Regions from separate parts of the Sus scrofa genome. Here region 2 is linked to region 1. Evidence: chromatin contacts called from public HiChIP or PLAC-seq data. All regions are on one chromosome and are shown on one strand. The core of a region is the stretch at or near the end of the contact, and the rest is flanking DNA. Distances in the headings are between cores, read along the strand shown. Region 1 holds the start of ZNF217 (zinc finger protein 217). Region 2 holds the start of LOC100513893 (a long non-coding RNA gene).

Region 1 (7,082 bases), core at 2,447-4,946:
GAGAAGTGATTAGCATTTATCTGAAATGAGGAGATAGAGGGACTCTGTCCTTGCCAGGCCATTATATTCCTTAATTATTTCATCCGTTTGTAAGTGACTTGATTGAGTCTTATGTTCAGATTTCCTCTTGAAAAGGACCACTGGAGGGGGCTTTTATGAAAACAGGAGCTGCTGATCCTCCCTCAAGTTCCACTGCCAAAAATGGAGGCTCCCTAAGAGAAGGCAGACCTACCTCCACCTCAAACCTTCCCAGGCAGACTCAATGTCTCCACCCCTCCTTCTTCCTCCCATACTGGGGGGGGGGGGGAATCAAGCTGTTATCTAAATCAATTCTTCAGGGTGAAGGGGGAAATATCTTCTACACGTTTTATCTAAGGGGAGCACTAGTTCCTTTTTTTGATTAAGAAGTGAAAGGGAATAATATGAACCCAAGACAACTACTAAACTTCGATCTTACAAGTTATTAAAAACACAGCAAAGGTCAAACTGCAGTGCTAAGACGGTGCTGGGAAGATAAAAGGACTGAAAAGTTGGACACGAAAGAAAAGTATGTGTCCTTTACCTAGAAAAGGCATGATCTCTCTACTTCCTCCTCCAGCATGCAAATCAATGTGCAATTCTAAAGGAGCGGCCTCCCTCCTCAGCCAAATAATTAAAATTCCAAACAATCAGATTATTAACCCTATTCTACCAAACCAGCTAAATGAATGATAAATTTGGCTTGCAGCTACTGACAACCAAAAACTTTTAAATAAGTCATTGCCTCTTGAATTGAATACTTAAATATAACTGACTTAAAATGGCAGCAGTTTGGGGTGGGGGGGGTCCTCTCTGACTAAAACACCAGGATTACACACACACGCACACGCACACACACACAACTACAGTCTTTAGAATCCTAAACAAAACAGTATCTAAAATAAACAGGACTTCTCAGAAAAAGTAATCTACCATTAAGGACACACCTTAAAAGTTCTTAGCACACATTAACTAAGCAAGCACAAACTAGTGGTTAGACTGTTATATTTTTCAGACAAAAAGCAATTAGGTTATTATTCTGTTCTTGTCACTTCTCTACTAAAGGCTTTTTAGAAAATCTAGATCTATTACTCATTCTCAAAGTATTACAAAATCCAGCATTTTAAGTCTTATTGGTTATCAATCAAGGCAGTCCCTCCATTCCGGGGGGGGGGGGGGGAGAGAAAAAGTACAGTAAAGAACATTTTAAATGTACTTCTTGACACATACAAAAGAGAAGGTGAAAGGCCTCCTCAAGACCCCTACCTAGTGGCCAGGCCCGGCCGGCAGCTGCTGTTACCCTGCCTTTTCTTTTGTTGAGCTTAATCTCATGTCAACTCATTCAACCAACTCAAAAGCGATGAAGACATAATTGAATCAACCTGAACTAAATCAGACCTAGGCTTCTTAAAATATACAGCTTAATGGTTCCCAACAATCTAGAAAACCAGGAAACCAGCTAGTATACACGGTGGTCAATAACACAGGATCCCAGACGGGCCAAAGAACCACCGTACCCGCCATACCTTTAATACACGTTAAGGAATGTTCAAGCTCAACGCTCCAAGCCCTATAGGCTGATCCAGAAAGATAAACTGAGGCTCAAGGAATTTCAAAGGGGAACAACACTCCAAGGCCTTAAAAACTCTGAAGGGACTCTCCTTTTCTTGGGAGAAACAACAAGAGAAAAAAGAAAGTTTTCACTGCTCCAAGTGTGAACAGGCTACTTGGGGTCCCAGAAGTGGCCACTGGTGGCCCTTTCCTGCTCTCCTGACTACGCCTTGCGGGAAAACTACCCCCCCCCCCGCCCACCCCACCCCCACCCACCCGCCCAGGAATACGGCTTCCCGTCCTCGGTGGCCCTACCCCGAATCCTAAAATAAAGGTTCCCACTCGGGACCTGAACGTCCGTCCCGACCCCCTGGACGCAGGTAACGGCCGGTGCACCCCGCAGGCCAGGTCTGACCCCCTCGGGGCAGGACCGCCCCGGCCGCCACAAATCCAGCCTCCTGGAGCCCCCAGTAGCGCCCACCCCTCCTCCCATTCTGTGCGGCTCGCATTTTGAGGCCAAATCTAGAGTGAAGAGGGCTCTACATCTGAAACTGAGCGGTTTCGCCACTCAGCGCCTCCTGGCAGAAACTTCCCTTTTAAAAAAAAAAAAAAGAAAGAAAGAAACACTTTTAGGCTAACATTTCAATCCCTTCTGCCCCTTAGAGTTCCTAGCTCTGCTTCCAGCTGGCTTTGTGTCTCCCACTAGAATTGAGTGATTAAAGATAATTCTTAAAGCGTTTAAGGGCTATTTTTTTTAAAGTTTTCTCTTAAAAAAATCTTTTAAAATTAAAAAAAAAAAAAAAAACCTTATCACACACACACCCAGGAAACGCAGCCCGGTGCACCGCCTGCTCAGGGATGGGCAGAGGATCAGGACTCCCGGGGACGGATTTAGGGGAACCTGGGGGGCTGGCTGGGGTGCGCGTCGGGGTCCGCGGCGAGGCCAAGCCCCCTCCCTCGGCCCCTATAGACGCGCCCTCCGCCCGGCCCGTGCGGACGGTCCCGGCCATTGTTTGCGGGGGACGCCTGTTAGGACGCATTGTTTTGGCTGTTTCCAACTTGCCCGGGCCCCTCCCGGGCCATCGCAGGGGTCCCCGCGCCGGCCCGCTCCCTTCCGCCCGCCCCCCACGGCCGAGAGGGCAAACGCGGAGACCTGCCGGCGGAGCCACCCAACTTTTCAGGAACAGCCCCCCACCCAGCCACCCACGCAGCCCCCGGGCCCCCTCCGGCGGGCCCCTCTCTCCCGACCTAGGGAAGGGGGGGGGACTCCCCCGCCCCCAAGCCATCTTGACTGGTTCCATGAGTGAGTGTGATGGTCAAACACAGTACACACCGGGGGCTCGCCCGACACCTTCTCTCCGGTGGAAATGCTCAGAAGCCGGATGGGGAGGGGGCGCCCGAGAGGAGCCGAATAGAGAGTGGGGATGGGGGGGCGGGCGGGGCGGGCAGACAATCTGGGGAGGGGGGCGAGATAACGAGCACCGGAGACTCGAGGGCGGGCTCGGGGGACGCCGGAGGGGCGAGGGCGAGGCGCCCCCCAAGGCCCCGCGCGGGCGGGGGGGCGCGCCCCCTTTACCTGCGGCTCCGGCTCCTCGGCCATTTCCTCGCTCGGCGGCGGCCGGGACTGAACTGACACCACACGAGCGAGCCGAGGTTTGAATGAGGAGGGAGCAGGCGAGGAGGGGAGGGGGCGGGGAAGGCAGGAGGGAGGGGAGGCGACGGGGAGTTTCTCTCGGCCTTTTGTGCGGACACCTCCCGGATTCCGCGCCCGCACCGGCCCCCAAAAGAGGCAGGGGGCCACTGGGCGAGGGGCGAGGCTATCCCTCAGGGCGCCTCAGCGCCTCACTCCTTGAAGACCCCCCCAAAAGCAGCGCCCCCACCCCCACCCCACCCCCGCCCGGAAGATTTGGGGGCCGGGCTCACCTCGGGCGCGGGGCTAAGGTGAGCGGGGCGGGGGGTGCTCACGGGGGGCAAAGGCGCGGGCGCCCCCTACTCGTCCGCGCGGGGACAGTGCAGGCGCGGGGGGTCCCTAGAGCCGCCGGGGCGCGGCGCGTCCGGCGCAGGGGGACTGTTGGGTCAGAAAGTGCTCAGGGAGCAGCTGTTGCGCCCTCCCTCGGCCCGGCAGCTCGGAGACGCCCCGCCTCCTGCCTTCACCGGCCGCCCCGCCCTCGGGCCCGCCCCTCACCCACGTGATCTGCGCAGGCGCGCCCCTGCCCCGCCCACCGCCGAGGACTCCGCCTCCGGAACGCGGGCGAGCCGAGGAGCGCGCGCACTCCCTGTTCTCGCCCTGCGACTCCCGCGCACGCGCGCGCCTTTCACCGCCCCTACACCCCCGCCTCCCGCCATCCGGCTTAACGTGGCCGGCGCGCGCCCGGCAGTTCCAGTGACAGGTATGCGGGGAGGGGGCCCACGAAGGCAGTGCGCAGGCGCAGTTCCAGGCCTCTGCCTCTCCGCTTCCCCCTCCCTTGCAAGGTGTGCCCGGGCGAGGGGAGGGGCTGGTTGCCCGAACTCCTGGGTCATCCGGTATTACTAATAGGCGAAAAGCGTTTACACTTATTTGGGTAGGTGAGGAGACAGCTGTGCACAAACAATATTTTTTCGGATTTTCTTCAAGCATGAGAAAGGTCGATGAATAAAGATGATTAAAATATTTTTAAATTAGTATCTTCATTAAGGCATCCTTTAATGCCTGGTTGCTGGTTTTCTAAAAGGGCAGGGCTTGCGCTGCTGTAAAAACTTGAGATTTCTAAACTTGGCCTAGGTTCCAGGAATCCACTTGGCTTTGATAGAAATCCACGTGGATGAAACCAGGCTTTAAACTAGGGACAAAAACAACAACAAAAACTAGCTTTTCCCCTCTTCACGTAAAGCGTTTCCCAGCCATTTTTTTATTTGCTCACGAAAAAAGAAAAAGTTATGATTCCGAAGGCCAGTGATATTACCCCATTTAAATAAGCCCCTAGGAGGAACCACAGAAGTAACAGTCACATCCACCAAATTCTCTGTCCCAAGATACAAACACAAAAGGGAGCTATGCAAGTCACCACAAACAAAATAGCGAAGTTTTTTGGGTTCTTTGTTTTTCTTTTTTTTTTTTTTTGTATTGGCCTTCAGTGTATCCAAAAGGGGAAATCTTAAAATATATCAAGACAGGCACTTAAAGCATATATTTTAATAAGTCGGGACCCAAAAAAGCCCTACATAAATGCTCTGCTGGTGAGCAATGCAATCCTTAATAAATAAGAAATGGAGTTTAGGGGACAGTTTCTTAGCAAAGGGGAAGAATTTGCCAAGTGTGATGTTTTTGCTGTCATTTTATGTATAACTCCTAACCCCACATATGGTCTGGTTAGTCTTTGTTAAAAAGGAAGCACACCAACTACTTCTCACCATTAATTAGCAGGGCCAGAAGTAGACTCTTAGGCCAGAACTCTTTTTTTTTTCCACTCAAGTATACTAATATTGATCGTTTCTAGTACCAGAGTTCTTTTCTCAGGGAAGATGAACATCTTTCTTTAATATATTTTTTAAAGCCTTATCAATAGTCACAGCCCAAAAACAGTCCAAAGACACACTCTTCCTCAACAAGAAACTTCATTTAACTTATCGAAACAAATGACTTCTGGCATTGCTGTAAAACAAAGAAACTATGAACAAGTGAAACCAAATTGAGTCTTCACTTAGTGCAGCCTCACTCTACATGTTAATGGATAACCTTTGAACTCTGAAACCTTGAATGCTGTAAACACAATAGCACCGATAGTTAAAAATCCTAGTGTCAAAAATAGAGCAAAAAGAACAGTCCAAACTTTTCAGTAGAAATAGGGAAACAATCAAATGTTTTGACAAATAATCGTTTCACTAAGAACAATGAGGCTCCTGGTTCTCAGACCTTGTTGCTACTGAATTATTTTCTGAGCAAAAAAGGGGGGGGGTGCTTTTCCCTATGCCTTCACAGAGCTACCACTTTGTGAGCATAATAGCATCCTATGGTTTGTTAGTAACTGTTTCTCCTCTCTTCTCTGCCACCCGCCCCCCCCCCCCGCGCGCCCAGCAAAAACAAACAAAAACAAAAACAAAACAAAACAAACACATTATGTTGTAGCTTTTAAAATTGAAAGATAATTGTATGAATTGATCTATCTGCTAAGAGTTTTATAGGCGATCCTTATGTTTGAGCAAAGAATTACAAAGAACCTTATTCCTGGAGACGTGCCAACAAAACTGGGAAGTCGTTGCAAAATTCTGCCAGTGGCTGAGTCCTGGGTTGCAAACACAAACTGTGTTTTTAAATGGACGTAGAGTGATCTGAATGCGCGGTTCGGGCGTCTGTGCGACACATTCGCCTCTTAGAAGGTGGAGACTCACACTTAAGATTTATTTGGAAAGTATGTCTAGTTAAAACAACTAAGAATGGAAACTCCAAAAGCAACAGGAGGACACTAGGAGCATTTGGTTTCGTAGTAAAGCTAAGAACTCGTTAGTATGAAATGAAAATCGAACGTTGATCTCCATATACTTAGCTCCGCCCTCGCGTAATCCTGTTTTGCCATCGCCCCCCCCCCCACGTCTCCCCTCCCCCCGCCCCCATCTAGACTATCTCTAGAGTCAGGTGCTGCTGAGACGCAGGCAACACAAACAATGGAACTAGAAATGTCCCTTCAAGTGGGAGCTGATGCTCTGCACACGTTATCCGGGGAGAGGACGAAAGACCCCACTTCATCGCTTTGTAATGCAACAAACATCAGCTACACCTCATATTTCACAATTATCCAAACAGACCGGCCCTCCTTAAGATATGTTACCCAGTGTATGCTTATAAAATCGCGCCATTGGCTCTGATTTAATCCTAGTGATAGGAGACCTCTGCCTTTAGCTAACTTCTAATTTTCTCCCCAGCTCCTGCCTGCCACTGCAGTCTCAGATCTAATAACAAAACCAAAAAAAAAAAAAAAAAACCTTCTAATTTGCTATATTTAACATTCACTGGAATCATCTTTTGAGACAGCCTTAATTAGAAGAAAATGCCGGTATGATCTTCTTATTTCTCAAGTATTTATCTTACTGTGGAACTATTCGATTTGGAAACTGTATGTAAATCCCTGGAGCTGAAATGGAGCCAACACAGACCTAAAAGAATTCAGTGTTCAGAGCAGGAAAACCTGAAAAACTGCAGTGAGGAGTTAGCAGGAAAAGAAAATGAAAAAGTTGGGCAAACCTGCCAGCTTTGCAAACTACAAAGGACATTTGAGAAGGAAACCGGGGCAGCTCTTTTCATGGGACTGAATGCCCTGAATGAGGTAGGGAACAGCAACGACTCCAGGGAACACCAAACTTCTCTCTTTTCTAGCAAGTTTCCTGACCCCACTCAAGTCATGTCACAAATTTAAACGCCCTATAAAACATCATAGTAATACACGATAAAAATAAAGAGCAGAAATTACCTTTCAGAAGTGGAGGCAGGGTCTGAAGCCTGGAGACACTTCTCTCTCCCTGAGTTGGCTGGTCCACCT
Region 2 (7,082 bases), core at 1,323-3,822, 120 kb after region 1:
GTCCCGAATAAAAAAGAATAAGCTCATAACTTAAGGAAGCAAGAAGGGACATTTCAAGTGGAACATCATCAAAGCAAGAAAAAGCTGCTCCAGGAAAGAGGAAAAAACAAAACAAAACAAAACAAAAAACCCAAGTGCTGGAAGTTGGGTAAGTTGTGAACTTCGTTCTCGGCATTTCCTAGCCCAAAAAATGCACGTGCAGAAATGAGTCGGGCTGCTATTTGACCTTATGGGTTTGTTATCCATCTCAGAAAACAGATCTTGTCCATTTGCAAAACATGTTCATTTCAGTAGGTTTACTGCTGTGCAAGCGCCTGGAAGCTGGGAAGCACATAGAGCCTTTTGAACCCTCTGCTTTCAAATGTGTCTCTTCCCATCCTTTTTGCAGAGACCGAAGGCAGAAGAAAACCTAAGAGGTCTTCCCAGAACTAACTGACAAGGGAGAGGGTATTTCCATGGGATCCCATCGGGGAGGCTGACTATCCAATATGACTTATAAGAGGAGCCAGCATCACAGGAAACGGGAGCCTGCCAGACTCACGATTTCATCAAGTCACCTCGCTCTTGTTAATAGAGTCATTCAAGTGCAGTTCAACGGCACAAGGCAGGAAAGTAAATACTAGGAGGACTCCCGGCTCAAAGCCCGGCCTTCTCTTGGCTCTGCTCTTCCATCTCCCTGAAGGCGGAGGCTCCGGCTTCTTCAGGCCGGCTCCCTGAGATAAAGACACCAACAGGCCACCTCGGAAAGCCATTTGGAGCTTGGAGCGGTCCCAGCAAACGGCATTTAGGGAAGGGGAGAAATTCCAGCGTCCCTAGTCATGTATAACGTCCCGTTGTTAAGGCGGCAAAAAGCAGAAATTTACCTTGAGAGTTTGAATTCCCTGGAAAGACATGGCCCACATTTCTTATGTGCTGTGGGTCGGGATTTGACGGTTTCCTTCTCTTTTCTTCCTTTTGGTTTTTAAGATTTAAAAATCTCGAAAAGATTCGAACAGTATAAAATTAAGGTAAAAGACTCATATTTATTCCCTTGACTCACTCCACTAGCGCATGAGCTCAACTGAGACAGCTAATAACTGCTGACAGAGTCTTCCAGGCGTGTTCCATAAACATGCACGCATGTGTGTGTGTGTGTATACGTGCATATCATTTATTTTATTTTATTTAAGGAAAAAAATTTTTGGCTGTGTCCAGGGCACGTGGCAGTTCCACAGGCCAGGGGTCCCCAAGCCACTGCAGTGACAACGCCAGATCCTTAACTCACTGCACGACAGGGAACTCCACAGTCTTTATTTTAAATGTGCCAGTGTGGAGTTCCCGTTATGGCTCAGTGGTAACGAACCCGACTAGCATTCATGAGGATGCAGGCTCGAGCCCTGGCCTGGCTCTAGTGGATTAAGGATCCGGCATTGCCGTGAGCTGTGGCTCAGATCCAGAGTTGCTGTGGCTGTGGTGAAGGCTGGCAGCTGTAGCTCCAATTTGACCCTTAGCCTGGGACCTTCCTTGTGTCGCCAGTTTGGCCCTAAAAAGACTATATATATATATATATATATATATCAGTGTAATCATATTTATAGACACTACTGTACAAATTATTTTGTCTTTTTAGGGCCGCATCCGCAGTATATGGAAGTTCCCAGGCTAGGGTCGAATCAAAGCTGTAGCTGCCGGCCTACATCACAGCAACGTGGTATCCAAGCCGCGTCTTCGACCTACACCACAGCTCACGGCAACACCAGACCCTTAGCCCACTGAGCGAGACCAGGGCTCGAGCCGGCATCCTCATGGATATTAGTCTGATTCGCTTTCGCTGAGCCACGCCAGGAACTCCCAACTTTTTTTTTTACTTAAAATATGTATCATCAATTTTCTATGTCTGCACACATTAAGAAAAATAGCTATAAGTTTTTGAGCACAATGAGGTAATTTCGTCCTCCTGGGGTGGGGGGAGGCAGAGAATTCAAATCAAAGGGCTTGTGGAGAAGGGGGACTCCCCCTCCCCAGAGAAGATGACTGCTGGGGTTCAGTGCATCCGGAACAGGCCCCGCATGGATCAGCATATGTGTATATCAAACACTCACACTTTTCTGTTTTTACCAAGCATGCTTCACTTTCCATTTTTCACTTAGATCTCTTAGAGAGCAGGTCATGTTAGAAAAAAAACCTGACATTTTAAATGGTGACAGAGTATCTCTTTGAAGGATGTTCCTTAGGCATTTCACTTGTCCTTTTTGCTAGGCTTTGGGTAGATGGGATACTCTAGTCTGGGGTACACCCTGTGATTCTTTGCTCAAACCCCTCACCTCTTCCTAAAAGCAGTTCCTTTACTCCACACCTATCCCTACATTGCTTTCATCTGGAGAACTGATTCAACTAGCTTAAAAAAAAAATAAGACTTAAAACAGTACTATTAACCCATTAAAGAGCTATTCTGAACAAGTTTTTAATCATTCCTCCTGCTTGAGAGTGAAAGGCTCATGGAAAAGAGAAAAATCCTGTCCCCCCACCAACCCGGGAGTCAGTCACGCCAAGCTCTTTGCACAGCATCCTACGTCTGCTGTTAGAAATGCATGCTTCATACTGACTAATTCCCTCCTGTTTGCTCCTTTTATCTTGGGCTCAGAGAAAGATTGCAGCTCACTCTTACAACTTAGGGGCAGCTTCCTTCTCTCCTTCGCAAAAGGGCTGTGCCAGCATTGGGGATTTAGAACAAAGTGTGTCCTTGGGAAGACGTGGGTGAGATTTTACGTTCAGTAAGTGGGTGGCGTGGGACCCCCTCCTCCCGCGGGGGAGGGGAGGAGTCTGATTTCATTATCCAGTTGGAAACCTGGTGAAATCATGGATATGACTGAATCTTTTTGCTCAGCTCGTGAGGTCTTTTTGTTCTTTGTCTTTGCAGTGTGTACTGCAAATTTCTGTGACGCCTGGGAAAAAGGAAATGTGCGTTACAGAGCTGGGCAGAGCCACATGTCCTGTGACAAGCCGGCGACTTGAAAAATTTAATTCAGGAAGAGACGCAAAGAGGCCAAATCGAAAGAGGAACTGGGCCTATCGATGTTCAGAGCAGGAAAACCGAAGAAGTTACCAACCATCCCCAAGTTAAAAATCATGTGGGGCTGGAAAATATGTCGCCTGCTGCATTTGTCATTGAAATTCACAATCTTGTTTGCTGTTTATCTTGAGGCTTGGGGAGCTCGCCTGCTGGTTAGGAAAAAGGAGGCCAGGTCTAGGAAGAAATAAGAAAGGGAGGATTAGAGCCCAGAGTGAATGGGAGGTGTAAATAATACGCGGGCACCTGACAATCTGGGCAAAGAAATGAGAGACAAAGCCAATACCCCACGCCAGAAATCCTAAAAACTTAAGTGGGAAGCCCACACGTAAGAAAAATGTCTCCAAGAAAAAAGGAAAATAAAATCCCAGAGGATCTGTTTCCTCTGTGGTGCTGGTTCATGGAATATGTAAAGGTTGGTTTTGCCTCGGTGCGCACGTAAGCAGCACTGGATTCAAAGGAACGGGCTTCAGGATATGCTTTCAAGGGCTCACTCCAGGCCAGCTTGAGCCTCTGGGCAGAATGCTTGAGCTTTCCTCCAAAAAGGAGTTGAGACTGGGGCAGGAGGAGCACTTGGGGGGTGGGGGTGGGGGGGCAGGAAATGTTGGGGGGGGCAGAGTTATGGCTCTTCCCCAGGAGACCCATCTATCTGGGTCACCTGTCTACCTCTGCACTTCTCTCTCTCTCTCTTTTTTTTTTTTTCTTCCTGGACCTACCTTAAATGGAATTGCTTAGGAAAGAGAGAAAAGGCATTTTTAGCCAAAAGCTAAGTTCGGACCAAGCTAAACTCGCTGGACAAGGGAAACCTTTTCCGGAGGCTACCTGCAGTCGAGTGTGACACCTCCTAAATGTTTGGCTGACTGCTATTTCCATCATACGAGAAGAGGAGGTAGCATTTAGAGAATGCTCACATGGAATAATTTATACACGGGTCCACTTTATCCTCTGAATCTAATGAAGTGGTGTGGTTACGTCCCTTTTATAGATAAATGAGGATTTGGCTGGATTACCGGCTTAAAAATGGTAGAGACAAAATATAATTCTAGATCAGCAGTTGGTAATTACAGTTTAAGGGGCAAATCCAGCTCAAGGCCTGTCTTTGTACATAAAGTTTTATTGGAACACCGCCATGCTCATGTGGTTATATACTGCCTATGACTGCTTTTGAGCTACAAGGGCAGAAGCCTACTATTTTACTATTTATTCCTTCACTGGAAAAATGTGTGCACATCCTTGCTCTAGACCCTCTAAGCTCATGCTCTTAAACCCAAATGTTTTCTTCTGTTCCCAAAATTCTTCTTCTTCTTCTTTTTTTTTTTTTTTTTTTAAATGTGTTGCTGAACAGGAAAGATGATTCTGAAATGTCAGGAATAATAATAGTTACTGGAGAACTGAATCTGTCAGGATCCCAGGAATATCTAAAACAAACAAAAACAAACTTTTCTTCCTCTTCCCTTTCTTTTTGTCTCCACCAAATTTGAAAGTACTTTTACCCTAAATTTAAAACAAACCAAAACACTTTCATTGCCTTATCAGTTTTATCAAAGCTGCAAACACAACCTCATGTAAAAACCAAAATCTCTAGGGTAATTTCCAAAATAATGAAGAAGCAAAATACTGTTTTCCAGGAGACGTAAAAAAAACCTTTTGCTTTGATATTCTCAAAAGTGCAAGAAACAGAAGTTATTAAAGTGAGAACCATCAGATTTGCATCTGATGTTTACAGCACAATGGTAATATACAAACTCTCATCATTGGGAGCTTTGTTTATAAATATAAAAATTTCAAAGGAGAATGAAAACTAAGGGCAGTTGGAGTTCCTTACCCAACAATTATTTTCTCTTTTTTCCTACTAACAGAAGTTGGAGATCTTAGAAACTGAGCCGTGCTGCCATGTGACTAAGCTTTTCGGTGTTGTTAACAGTGGCTTTATTTTTTATCACTTTCCAGGATTGATGAATGTATTTATACATCCAGGTGTTTAACAAATGTTAACAAACAGCATTTATAATAGCACCTTCCAGAGTTCCCTTCGTGGCTCAGCAGTTAAAGAACCCGACTAGGATCCATGAGGATGTGGGTTCGATCCCTGGCCTTGCTCAGTGGGTTAAGGATCTGGTGTTGCCGTGAGCTGTGGTGTAGGTTGAAGACTCGCCTTGGATCCCGAGTTGCTGTGGCTGTGGCTTAGGCCGGCAGCTGCAGCTCCAGTCGACTTCTAGCCTGGGAACCTCCACATGCTGCCCCAAAAGCCAAAAAAAAAAAAAAAAAAAATAGTACCTTCTGTATCTCCTATGTGCCAGGCCCTGTGGGCTGTTAGTTCTGAAAACAAGATGCTAAGTCCTCCTGGGAACTCTTACAAGGAAGGCAATCCTATTTTCAGCTATGAGATAAGAACAATGACATGCATGCAGTGCCCGGACCAATGACCCCCAAATCCTGACCCCAAACTCCAGACTCCTTCGCCTCTGAGAGGAGGCTGGTTTTGATTGTTCGTCCTTTCATTCGGCCAGTTTTTAAACTACTTTGGTACCTACCCTGCTGCAGGTCCAGCAGTTGGTTCTGGGGATTCAGCCGTGAACAAAACAGGTAAGTGAGTCAACGAGTTAAAGAACCGGGATATGTGCAGATGACAAGGCGCCAGGAAGGAAATGAAACAGGACGTGCGGGGTGGAGAGCGTCAAAGTGGGTGTAGCACTCTGGGAGGCGGAGGTGAGGAAGAGCCTTGAAACAGGAGGAGAGGCCACAGGTGAGGACCTAGACTCCAGAAGAAAGTTCCAGGCAGAGGAAAGAGCAAAGGCATATTATCTCATTTAATCTGCAAAACAACCTGATGGACTACGGTAGACCAGTTGTCTTAAAACAGGCCCTGTTACACTGAGTCTTAAGGGAATTACTTTGCAGAATCTGCATGTTTTTACTCACATTTCCTTACTCCGAAACCAGTCTGGGAATGGTCCTGCATGCCTAAATTCACAATAACCCTTTCCTCCATTACAGAGCAGTCTGTGGAAGGGTGTACCCCAGCATTGATGGGGTAGGTGGTGCAATAAAATCTTCAAGGTTAACAAAGAGATGAAGCCAAACACTGGTTTTGGGAGATCCATCTTTGAGGAGTAACTGAGGCACCTAAATGTGATGACTTTATCTTACATGCATTTCTTTTCTTTTTTTCTTTTAAAACAAACTTCAGCTATTTCATTTTATTTTATTTATTTCTTTTTTCTTTTTTTCTGGTGGCACGCATGACATATGGAAGTTCTTTGGCCAGGGATAGAACCTGCACCACAGCAGTGCCCCGAGCTGCCATGGTGAAAACATGGGATCCTTAACCTGCTAGGCCACAAGAAAACTCCTAAAACTTATTTTACAAGTCATATAATGAACTGTATGTTCCAATTACAGTTACTCACTATATTCTTTTCTTTCATACAAAATGGTTACCGACTTTTATTTCTTAAGAAAAAAATGGGCTTATTTGAACAGTGGTAAAAAATTTAAGATGTCAACTTAAAAATATACAAGGGACCATGTGCTGGGGTTTTTTTGTTTTTTTTTTGTTTTGTTTTTAAATTATGTTCAGCAGGCCCTGGTTGTTGTCTACCTAATAGCAATCACTAATTTTTTTTGCTGATAAAACAAAACTTATATGCACACACATATATATTTTTTAAATTTCTTTCTTTCTTCTTCTTTTTTTTTGAAGTGCTATGTGCTTCAGGAAAAGCTAGAATGTCAATAGTCCCAAGGTATGGAGTTTTGATTGGTCAATATCAGTGGTTGTCAACCCTGGCCACAGGTCAGATCATCCTCAGAGCTTTGAAATACTGTCAGTGCCTGGAAACCGCCGCCCCCAGTTACTGCGGTTCAATTAGTCTAAGCATTTAAGATAATTTTATTTCTGTTGCTAATCACTGATTAAGGAATTGCCATATGACATAATTCTGACCAAAAGACCATAATTCTTTTCATGCTCTTGAATAGACAATCAAGGAAGGAATGTTCTCTCTTCCCACTTCCAGACCCTTTTTTTAGA

What was found. HiChIP or PLAC-seq counts read pairs in DNA pulled down with a chosen protein or histone mark.
Region 2: an H3K27ac HiChIP or PLAC-seq map of alveolar macrophages shows a contact between it and region 1. The contact joins the enhancer-like site here to the promoter of ZNF217 in region 1. A contact is called at or near these places in 15 of 47 Hi-C or Micro-C datasets (alveolar macrophages, blood, brain and 8 more) and 2 of 2 datasets of contacts at active chromatin or transcription factors (alveolar macrophages and skeletal muscle).

What each region holds. Positions count from the first base shown.
Region 1 is chr17:54,628,059-54,635,140 of Sscrofa11.1, forward strand. It overlaps ZNF217 (zinc finger protein 217), which reads right to left and starts at 3,697. Exons shown (of 6, transcript NM_001123217.1): 1 at 3,493-3,697.
Region 2 is chr17:54,751,014-54,758,095 of Sscrofa11.1, forward strand. It overlaps LOC100513893 (a long non-coding RNA gene), which reads right to left and starts at 6,203. Exons shown (of 2, transcript XR_002339964.1): 1 at 5,584-6,203; 2 at 2,768-3,226. Within about 2 kb of position 2,573, at least 35 of the 83 cell types and tissues checked have an H3K27ac peak or open chromatin away from gene starts, as enhancers often do. A contact at or near this core is called in alveolar macrophages, brain, embryonic fibroblasts and 5 more, where this site is marked.